Linked DNA regions of Sus scrofa: regions 1 and 3 are each linked to region 2. Evidence: chromatin contacts called from public HiChIP or PLAC-seq data. All regions are on one chromosome and are shown on one strand. The core of a region is the stretch at or near the end of the contact, and the rest is flanking DNA. Distances in the headings are between cores, read along the strand shown.

Region 1 (3,176 bases), core at 575-3,074, 210 kb before region 2:
ATGGGTAAAGGGGAAGACGGTAAGGGTCTTGCAAATTAGAATTAAATCACAGACCCCACAAACCTGGCTCTCAGTTAAGGGATGGGTCCAGTTCCTATGATTTTTTTTTTTCCTCTAAATATCATTCTAAGAATCTCCTTTTTAATTTTGATTTCCCAGGTTTTTATTACATTCTTTTCCACATTGGGAATTACAGATAATTTTGTTAAGTGTTTTTTAGTTGGGGGTTTTTTGCGGTTGATCGTTTTAATTTTTTCAGGGGTTTGGGTGGTGTTTCATTTTTAACCAAATAGAAAAAAAGATCCTCACCTCCCCCTCTAACAAAATAGAAGTGAAAAGAAACATTTGGCTTTCTTCAAGGTTGCTGACCTTGTTACAATTTCTTAGAAGTCTGAGTCTGCTGGGGGCGGGCAGGGTGGGGGTTTGTTTTATTTCCTCCCATCAGGTTTCAGGAAGGATTGCAGATGGCTTAAGGGGGATTCATGAAATAAACTAGCCTTTCTAAAATCCTGAAGTCCTTAGAACCTCAGAAAAGTGAAACTGCAGGTGCCTGTCTTTGCAGGCCCAAGGGTCCAAGTTCAAGGAGCTGAGTCACGGAGGCTTGTGTGGAGGGAGCTGGGCAGCTCCACAGCCAGGACGCCCGCCAGGCCACGTGCCACCTGCTTCCTGTGGTTCGGGGCCTCCTGGCCGCAGGCTTCTCTGGGCCAATGAATCAGAGCCCTAACCTGTTCTGGCCAGAGGTGACTCTGAAGTGCTTTGTCCAGAACTGTCCTCAGGGAAGGAGGACATGAGGAGACAGGGCCCTGCGGGCTCTAAGAGTGTAATCAGAGTGGGGACAGGGCCTTTCTCTGACCTTGAGAGCCTCCCATCTGGGTTTCAAAGAACTGAACTTGAAGTGTAATTCAGTGGCGGTAGCAGACTTGGGAGACTGGGGGCCAGGCAGGGGGATCTGCCCCACACAGGCCTGCCTCCTGCTACGCCCTCAGGCTCTTGCCCAAACCGAGGCATCCTTCTCAGTCCTTCTCGAGGAGAAAGATTCTCCTTGGGGCAGAGGGTGCAGATGCCTCTGGCCTGGGGCCTCCCTGACGCTATTTAGCCCTTAAGAGTTGAAGGGGTTTATTCTGAATGTTTAGTGTAAAGAATCAGAAAGGCTGAGAGTCACAAAACCTGCATAGGGAGTCACTGCCTTTGAAAAAAAAAAAAAGCTTCAAGTCACTGGCCTCAGCCTGATCCCTCAGAGATTCCGAGCAGGTTCCGTTCCTGGCTGGCGGCTGTGTCTTTGCCAGCCGTGCTCAGCCAGCCGAGCAGTGCAGGGGCGACGAATGCTTCGCACTTGAGAAGCCCAGCTGCAGCCTGGCCGTGCAAGTGGGAGGCCTCTGTTTGGGGTTAATAAATGGACATCATCCCCCACCACCCGGTCGTGGGGGCCTCTTTGGCCTTTTTCATTTTCTGTCCCACCAGACAGAGCAGCGCTGAACCTGCCTGTCTTTCCCGTCTGCCCCTCAGGTGGAGGAAGCCTTGACCATCAAAAACACAGACATCGCCAAGGAGCTCTGCCTGCCCCCGGTGAAGCTGCACTGCTCCAGTAAGTCTCAGCCCCAGGATGCCCGCAGGCTTGGACGGCTGGGGCTAATTTCATAATGGCATTAACCTGCACTTATGACAGAGGCACAGGGCTTCCTCTTTGGTTGTAGAATCCATCCTTATAACCCTCTGGGGGTTAGAGCTCGCAGAGCGAGTCTCCATAACCCGCAGAGGGGAAGAGCCCCAGGGGCTGAGGCTTACAGGATGTGCCTTGGGCCAGACCCACCACGGCCTCATTTCTAAGCCTCACAACCATCCTCCAGTCCTCAGAAGGCATCCTCACCTCTCCCCCTGCAGAGGAGGAAATGAGGGCTCAGGTTAACGCACCCCCATTCCACCACTCCTCAGGGGGTGGGCCAGAACCTAAACCCCAGCCTCTAACCCCAGAATCTGTGCCGTTCCCACCCCTGTGCAATGCATTTAGGACCAGTAAAGGAGAAAATTCGGCCTTCACCACAGTCTCTGTTGCGTGTTTCATCACTTCCTCTCCAGCTGCTGTTCCTATCTGGGCTGCATCTGTGTGTGAGGAATGACTAACCCAGTTGGGCAGCAGTCCTCTCTCCACTGTCCTAAAGAGAAAGCCCAGATGCCTTAGGGCTTAGACGTGGCTGTCCCGTGCAGTTTCTGTCTTAAATCTAAAGCTTTTAAAATCTCAACCTTCTTAGGGAAAGGAGGGGATGAGAAACAGTAGCCTTAATGATGGAGGTTTACTGACCAAATTAGTTAAAAATCAGCAGAGAACCAGGCCTCCCGCCAGGGTGAGACTCACAGGAGAAGAACTCAGCGCCAAGGCAGCAATGCGCTCACGCCAACCTCAGGAGGCCGGCGGAGACGGAGCTCCTTCCACTTGAGCTGGAATTTCAAATACCCGGAATAAAGGCCATAGCCTATAAACATTTTCTCATGGTTTCAGAAAAACTCTCGCCTTTTCATTAGGCCTTCTTGGCTGCAGAAACCCTCAGCTGGTGCTCCCTGCCGTCATTCCGGCTCTCTCTACTTTTATTTTCCCCAAAGCCCCCCTTTTCATATAGACTCCAAAATAAAAGGTTTCAAACTTGAGATCACTAGAGAGTGACAGCCAATGACATCCCACCAACTGGCAGGACCTAAGTTATGCCAGCGTCACCGGCATCCACCATGCTCAATCCTGACTTCCGTGTGAGCAGCTGAGGACTGACATTTGTTATGTCCCCCCCGTGCCTCAGACTCTTTATGTCTAAAGCCCCCAAGAAAAGCATGGCTGTCCAAAGGCAGAAGAACTAAGCAGAATCTTGGCTGGCTGCCACCCCCAGGCTGTCCCTAGAGCCACCCAGTGGGAGTGACCTGGCCCAGGAAGCAGGCATCAGACCACTGGGCTTGCTGCTCTCGCCCAGCACCCTGGCAAGGTGACTCTGTTAAGCCCGTCCCAGCACCGATGCCCCCAGCTCTTAAAATTCTCTTCCTAGGGCCATTTCTATAGATTTCTAGAAACTTAGGCTCTCTTTCCTTCTCTTACTTCCAGTGCTGGCCGAAGATGCCATCAAGGCCGCCCTGGCTGATTACAAACTCAAGCAAGAACCCAAGAAAGGAGAGGCCGAGAAGACATGAGTCCT
Region 2 (3,577 bases), core at 1,043-3,542:
AACAAATTTCTGTATAAAAACTTACAAAAAGAAGGCTCAGTCCAAAGCACTGCAAAGTAATGCTAACTACAGAAAATAAACATATATACTACTCAGATACATTTTTTTTACCTCTCTTAAAAGTTTCAAAATTCAGAACAATTATGACTATACACAGGCTTAAAGAAAAAAAAAAACCAAAAAAAAAAAAACCACCAAAGTTTCCATTTTAAACAGTTAAAAAGCAAGACTATATCTGTCCATTATTTATGTCCTTAGGAATTGCCTTAAATCCTTTTGGAAACAAAGTAGGCTATAAATAAATAAATAGCTGGGAGGGTCTACTAACTCAGGTTCCGTAGTTCTCTAACCTTAATACTTACATTCCTGGAAGACCAAAATAATTTCAGAAGTTTGAAAATCCCTCAAATAGATTTCATTAGAGAATACTTATAAATGTTCTGAAGAAAAAAAGAAAAACCTTTAAAATTATTTATTTGTTCCCAGCAAGATAGAAAGCATTGACAGGATCACCCTACACTTTGAGATCACTTTCTGTTGAAAGAACCCATCCTAACCAGTAGTTATAAAGATATATTTTAAGATTTGTTTAGTCTTGACTTTTAAATGCAGTAATTCAAGAAGGCCATCATGTCAGACCCACAGAATGGTGATTTTGTGGCTGTGTTGTTTAAAAAAAAAAAATGTCCAGCCATCTGTTCTTGAAGGTCTAGATTTAAACATTTTGTATCCCTGCCGCTGAGTATTTCTCAGACTGAGACAGGCAGGCATATGCTTCTGGCCAGCGTGAAGTATTTAGCTCTAAGATTCCTCCAGGCTTGAAAGTGCAACCTCAGACAGAACCAGGAGTGGTATGGGGAGCAGGGTTGCTGACTGGCCCACAGGTAAGTGTGTCTGTGCTGGGACTCTGCATTGCTGCAGGGTGGTGGGGCGGTAGGAGGGGGCTCATGGCCCTATCAGCATCCAGGCTGTCCTACACCATTTGAGGGGATTAGAATCATTCTCCCTGATACACACAATCCCAGACCTCAGTAAAATCTAAAACCCGTGCATTATTCAAGAGGTGGCATTCTGAAGTGCATCTGTTTAGCTATGCCAATCAGGTCAGTGGCCACTTTGGAGACTGGGGTGTAGGCAGGGCCGGGTAGGCAGGCAGCACCAGGGCCTGGCCTCGCTGAGCTGAGGGTTTCTAAGCTGCCTGGAAGGACAAGGGAAGACGAGGGGCGCAGACTCACCCTGAGCCCTGCAGTTCCTCCAGATTGGATGCATTCCATTCAGAGCCCTGGGGGACAGAGCACACAAACCCCTGTGAGTGTCGCTCGTCAGCCTCAGAGCTGCTACGGGACGCATGGTGTGCACTAGCCCTGACGGTGACTGGTATTTCATGGGCCCCTGGCCACTTTCAGGACTGAAAGAGGTGGATAGCAAAGCAGGTTCCTGAGGAGTTTGTGGCATCACCAGGGTACGAGCGGGCCAAGGAATCCCTGCCCCCTCTCACCAGCCCTTTCCTAAGACTCAGGCAAGGTTCTGTCACAGAGGCAGTGGCCGCTGACCTCCTATGCAGAACCAGGCACTTTCACGTGCCACTGACTAGGGGAAGTACTCTAGCAATATTAAAAGGGTGCCCACCCTCTGACCTAGAATTCCACTTACAAAAAAACTACCCTGAGGAAACACCCAGAATTCACATGGAGATATAGGTGCAAGGATAGTCATGGGCATTTATAACAAGACAATGGAAACCACCCAAAGGTCCAACAAGAAGAAATCAGTAACATAGTCAACGATGGAGCCCTGTGATGGAGCTGTTGAAATAAATCATACTTTTGGAGGATATTTAATGACACAGGGAAATACCACATAATGAAAAAGAATGAACAAAACTACGTCATCAAACAGTAGGGTTCTCTCCTTTCCTTTCTCTTTCTTTTTTAAGAAGCTATAAATGCATTAAAAAAACCAAACCCAGAAGATGGAAAAATAAACATACCAAAGTGTTAACAATGATTATCTCTAGATTTGTGAAATGAAGAAAGTTTTAAATTTTCTGCTTTAGACTTACATTTCCTAACTTTCTATCACATGTTTTTGCTTTGTATTTTAAAAATGGTATTAAGAACCCACAAACCCCCCACTTCTGAGCAGGCAAAGAACACAGAAGGGAAAACAACAAAAGAAAAAAAACACAGCTTTGCTCTTAGGAAATCCAACCGACACAGAGTCCCAAAGAGCAAAAACACCCTCTTGGTTCCCCTATAAACTTCCTTTCCAGAGAGGGTGGACCTCTCCTGGCGCGGGGAATGTGGTGCTCTGACAGAGCTGGCAGCGTGTGGGCACTGGCTAGATTTTCATATTGGAGGGAGAGGCTCAAACATAAAAATTCCTTTACTATCTCTCATGGAAAAAGTGACATAAAGTACCAAACCATACCGAAAAAATAAGAAAAACCCCTGCTAAGGTCATGAGTATCCTTTTGCTGTGATCACCACCTAGTGGAGAGACAGGCCGGAGGGGCCTTTGGTTTCATGTGCACCAGGGAAGACCATCAACTGCCCGGAGAGCAGATGAGAGGCCAGGGCTGCTTTTGTGATCCAGGCTTCATACCTACACATCTATACACATTTAAATATACATATGTTAAATGTGTATACAGAACAACATATGCAAATATATTAAACATATACTACATACATATATACACATATACACGTATTTTTTTTTCTCCCTTTTAAGGCCGCACCTGCGGCATATGGAGGTTCCAGGTTAGGGGTTGAATCCGAGAGCTGCAGCTGCCGGCCTACGCCACAGCAACGCAGGATCTGAGCCACGCCTGCAACCTACACCGCAGCTCATGCCAACGCTGGATCCTCATACTACTGAGGGAGGCCAGGGATCGAACCCGAATCCTCATGGACACCATGTCCAGTTCTTAACCCGCTGAGCCACAATGGGAACTCCTATATATTTTTGTGTTTGTTTTGCTTTGTTTTTGGCTGTGCCTGTGGCATGTGGAAGTTCCCGGGCAAGGGTCAGAACCCATGTCACAGCAGCAACAACGTTGAGTCTGTAACTGCTAGGCCACCAGGGAACTACTATAGTTAATAATATTAAATGTACATTATTTAGAGAACTACTGATTATCTCCCACAGGCAGAAAACACAATTGTTCATGCCTTCCACAGCAAATACACTTCCTCGCCCTTCCCAAGGAAGTGATTTGTTTTCAAGATGGGTACCATTTGGGAATGTCTACAGAAACTGCTCTGGGTGCTTTAAATATGTATTAACTGAATCCTCATAATTATCCCCTGAGGTATAGGAAGAAGGAAAAAAGAGGCCAAAAGACTTGCTCCCGGGCATGCAGCCGGTCAGGCCAGGGAGCGGGAACCTGCCCAGTGGGTCTGGGTTCCATTACGCAGCACTGCCGCCCTGACTGTGGTCATGTGCCTTCCTCTGCAATCCCCCCACTTTGAGACCTTGCCGGTTGCCTGCTAGGGAGGGAGATTTATAGCTTTAAGAAGATCGGAGTGAGAGATGGAGGTGAAGAGAGAGCGTGAGCCTGTGGCTGCATCAGCAG
Region 3 (3,633 bases), core at 214-2,713, 160 kb before region 2:
AGTTTTTCTTTCAGGGAAAGTATATGGCCCAATCCTGGCCCTGCTTCCCTAGGGGTGGGGGACCTTAGGAAAAAGCCATCAGCTCAGGAACATATTTCATAACTATGAAAAGACTTGCATCCACCACCCCCACTTGGACATTCTCAGTTCCTGGAAGACAGACCCCTTTGCCACTTCCTGGAAGCAGAGAGAGGAACAAAAACAGAAGACCCAACCCACTAGTTCCTGGGTCGGGGAGGTAACTGGGCGAGTCAGGGGCCAGCTTTCTGCAGCCCGGAGGCTGGGCGGGGACTGCAGAAGGGATGTGTTGTGTTCCCCAAGGGGGATCCTCTCCCCTCAGCTGCCTTCTCCCCCCACACCCATCCCACGGTCCCCTGCATGCAGAGGCAGCCTAGAGTGGACCAGAGGCCACTTCACCACTGTGTAACCTGAGCAAGTCCCTCCCCCTTCTCTGAGCCTCAGCTTCCTCATCTGTAAAATGGACAATATTGTCTCAAGGGTAAGAATGGAATGAGATGCTGCAGGGAAGGTCCCTGAGGACAGAGGAGCAGAGGAGAGGGAGGTCTCGGGCTCCAGGAGGGTATGGAGATGGGGACCTCGCTACCTTTTCCCCTGTGGGCAGCTAGGGAAATCTGGGTAAGAGCAGAGACCTCCTCGCCCTTTGGGGGTAGGATGGTGCCCCCTGGGAGAGCCCATACCTCCCTGCCAGGGCCTGTATCAGGCGACCAGCTCACCCTGGACATCCCCACCATTAACACTGGAAATGTGTCGCCCAGCCTGGTGCCTGGGCTTTGAAGGTAAGGGACCAGGGATAGAGCAGCCTTGAGCCAGACTGTGGCCAGGCAGCCATCGGCCCACGTGACTGAAACCCACACGGCTCCCCGATCCTTAACCCACTGAGCGAGGCCAGGGATGGAACCCGCATCCTCATGGATACTAGTTGGGCTCGTGACTGCTGAACCATAACGGGAACTTCCAATAACCCTGTCTTCTGAGCTAACCCTGTAGGAGCCTTGCTAGCCCCTTCAAGACAGGACAGAGTTTTGTGTCATTAGCCTGCTGTGGCCTCCTTTGCCTGGAAAAGCAGTAAAGCTGTTTTTTCTGCTTCACCCAAAGATTTTGTCTCTGAGACTTAACGGGTGCCAGGGTACAGAGACCGGTTTCAGCTACAATGTTGGGGACTTTAGCACTGGCTGGTATGGCTCCCATTACACCGATGAGGGAAGCAAAGCTCAGGACACATAGTCACTCCCTCCGGGCCCCATCTTTCACCTCTTCTCTCCTCTGATGGCAGGAAAACAGTCACCACAGGAGTGGGGTGGGCAGGGCTCAGAAAGAGGGCTAAGACGTGCCACATCCTATTTGCCTTGTTGCTTGCCTAACGGGGGAGGTCACACACTACTCATTTCCCGTCTTTCACCCTCAACCAGGGTGCTTCTGCCCCGAGCCCCACCCAGGCTGCGGGGAGGGGTGAGCTAGCTGCCAGGGCCACACCCCAGCTCCAGAGACTGTGCTTTGCGGCTGCCCTGGACTACTCAAGAAGGATGCTCATGGGACTCCAAGAAGCTTGGGATCTCCTGCTTGGAATCTTGGATCCCAGGGGTTCCATCATTCAAGATCTTGGAATCTGAGGATTTGAAAGACTGAGCATCTCAGGATGTGGGCTGAGCAGCCTGAGAAGAGAAGAGGCTCAAATCAACAAGGAGAGCCAGGGGTGCCCCACATCCCAGAGCCAGTCTGAGTCCTGGTAAGCTGGTCGTAACCCAGCAGGACCCGGTGGGGCCTTCCTGGGACAGACCCCCTCCCCCGTATCCTCTGCCTTGACTCCTCCTGGAGTACCTAGAGGACAGTAGCTGATGGACATGTCTTGAGTCCCTCTACAGATACCAAAACCCCCACCAGACAGGCGAAATTAACTACTTGATGACTCCTTGGAGCCTAAGGATTGATCAGGTTAACCCTGGTGATACTGCCCTGTTACCTCATCATCAACGAAGCAGAGAATTGTACACAAGCTGATCACAGACCCTGGGAGTCTTCTCCTTCACCTGACCTTTAAAAAATGCTTTGCTGAAGCTCCTTGGGGAGTTCTGGCTTTTTGAGCTGTCCGGACTCCTTGTCTGGAGCCTTACGATAAATGCTGCAATTTCCTTCACAACCCAGTGTCAGTAGATTGGCTCTGCTGCACGCAGGTGAGCAGAACTAAGTTTTGGTTCAGTAACAGACAGGCCCTGGCCCAGCTCTGGATCAAATCTAGTATCACATCAGATCCAGTCCCAGCTCTGTCACGTACAAGCTGTGTGACTTTGGGCAACTGAACAGATGTCTCTGAGCCACGGGTTTAATAGTACCTACACTTCATGGGTTTGTTATGGGTGGAAGTGAGCTGATCCAGGTTGAGTGTTACCACACAGAAAGTGCTTGATAAAGGCCAGCTGTTGTCATTGTCATTCTGCATCCTGAAAAGTCCCCAACACTGAGACAGTTTTGACACACCCCTGACCTCGTCAGTCAGAGAAAGCTGGGGGCCGGGAGCCCTAGAAAGCTTTCTCCACAGCAAGCCCTGGGCAGCGTACACAGCCTCGGCCTCTGGTTTGTGACTCACAGGTTCAAAGTGTAGACAATGTGCTGGGCACTGTTTTATACATGAATTATTAGCTCGCTCAGGCCCCAAAACCTCCACATATTAACCCCACGTGAAAGATGGGGAAACTGAGGCCCACTTGGCCCACACAAACAACGAGAGGGAATGGGGAACTTGAAACTGGGTGGTCTTGCTCCAGAGCCCACTTCAAAGTTATAGTTCCGGGAGTTCCCGTCGTGGCGCAGTGGTTAACGAATCGGACTAGGAACCATGAGGTTGCGGGTTCGGTCCCTGCCCTTGCTCAGTGGGTTAACGATCTGGCGTTGCCGTGAGCTGTGGTGTAGGTTGCAGACGCGGCTCGGATCCCGCGTTGCTGTGGCTCTGGCGTAGGCCGGTGGCTACAGCTCCGATTCAACCCCTAGCTTGGGAACCTCCATATGCCGCGGGAGCGGCCCAAGAAATAGCAACAACAACAACAACAACAACAGACCAAAAAAAAAAAAAAAAAAGTTATAGTTCCGTATTACCCATGAACAAGGCGTGGCCATCCTCTGGAGCCAGAGCAAATCCTGCCTCCTCCAGGAAGCCTTCCCAGATTGTCCAGGCATAATTATTGTTCCCATTGTTTAATCCTTTTTTTTTAAATGTTTTTTTTTCTAAACATTCATTCCCATCAGCCCATAAATGCTAATAGGAGAAGACCCATGGATGTCTTGCAGCTCATACTATACTCCCAGGGTTTAGTGGATGGACAGGCACTCAGTGGGCGCTGTGACACTGGTCGCTGCTGGTCCCACCAGATTGCAAGTCTCCACTGGATCCCTGGCCCCCACAGGCCGGGCATCCTGGGGGTCATTCAAGGCCTTTTGCAGCAGGAGTGGACCCATGGGTGAGGCAGGGCAGACAGCACACAACTGCACAGGAAGTGCTGTCTGCAGGCTTTGGGCCTCTCATCTGTCATCTTGCCCCTCCCGACCTTTTCTCATCAATTACCCCAACCCCATCAAGGAATCTTTTTCAGACATCACTTTCTGTAATTATGACCCACC

The links. HiChIP or PLAC-seq counts read pairs in DNA pulled down with a chosen protein or histone mark.
Region 1: a contact with region 2 is called in an H3K27ac HiChIP or PLAC-seq map of alveolar macrophages. The contact joins two enhancer-like sites. A contact is called at or near these places in 1 of 5 promoter capture datasets (fetal skeletal muscle), 12 of 47 Hi-C or Micro-C datasets (alveolar macrophages, embryonic fibroblasts, epiblast stem cells and 8 more) and 2 of 2 datasets of contacts at active chromatin or transcription factors (alveolar macrophages and skeletal muscle).
Region 3: an H3K27ac HiChIP or PLAC-seq map of alveolar macrophages shows a contact between it and region 2. The contact joins two enhancer-like sites. A contact is called at or near these places in 1 of 47 Hi-C or Micro-C datasets (embryonic fibroblasts) and 1 of 2 datasets of contacts at active chromatin or transcription factors (alveolar macrophages).

What each region holds. Positions count from the first base shown.
Region 1 is chr14:42,216,544-42,219,719 of Sscrofa11.1, reverse strand. ISCU (iron-sulfur cluster assembly enzyme ISCU, mitochondrial) reads left to right here. Exons shown (of 6, transcript XM_003359136.3): 4 at 1-19; 5 at 1,507-1,585; 6 at 3,086-3,176. The coding sequence ends at 3,171. The region is part of intron 1 of LOC106507249 (a long non-coding RNA gene); the gene reads right to left. Among named protein-coding and RNA genes, the nearest start is that of ISCU, 4.4 kb to the left of the region's middle. Within about 2 kb of position 1,824, at least 19 of the 83 cell types and tissues checked have an H3K27ac peak or open chromatin away from gene starts, as enhancers often do. A contact at or near this core is called in alveolar macrophages, embryonic fibroblasts and retroperitoneal adipose tissue, where this site is marked.
Region 2 is chr14:42,011,551-42,015,127 of Sscrofa11.1, reverse strand. SSH1 (protein phosphatase Slingshot homolog 1) reads right to left here. Exons shown (of 16, transcript XM_001929329.5): 11 at 1,236-1,282. Among named protein-coding and RNA genes, the nearest start is that of SSH1, 49 kb to the right of the region's middle. Within about 2 kb of position 2,292, at least 19 of the 83 cell types and tissues checked have an H3K27ac peak or open chromatin away from gene starts, as enhancers often do. A contact at or near this core is called in alveolar macrophages, embryonic fibroblasts and retroperitoneal adipose tissue, where this site is marked.
Region 3 is chr14:42,167,036-42,170,668 of Sscrofa11.1, reverse strand. All of the region lies in intron 1 of SELPLG (selectin P ligand), which reads right to left. Among named protein-coding and RNA genes, the nearest start is that of SELPLG, 10 kb to the right of the region's middle. Within about 2 kb of position 1,463, at least 10 of the 83 cell types and tissues checked have an H3K27ac peak or open chromatin away from gene starts, as enhancers often do. A contact at or near this core is called in alveolar macrophages, where this site is marked.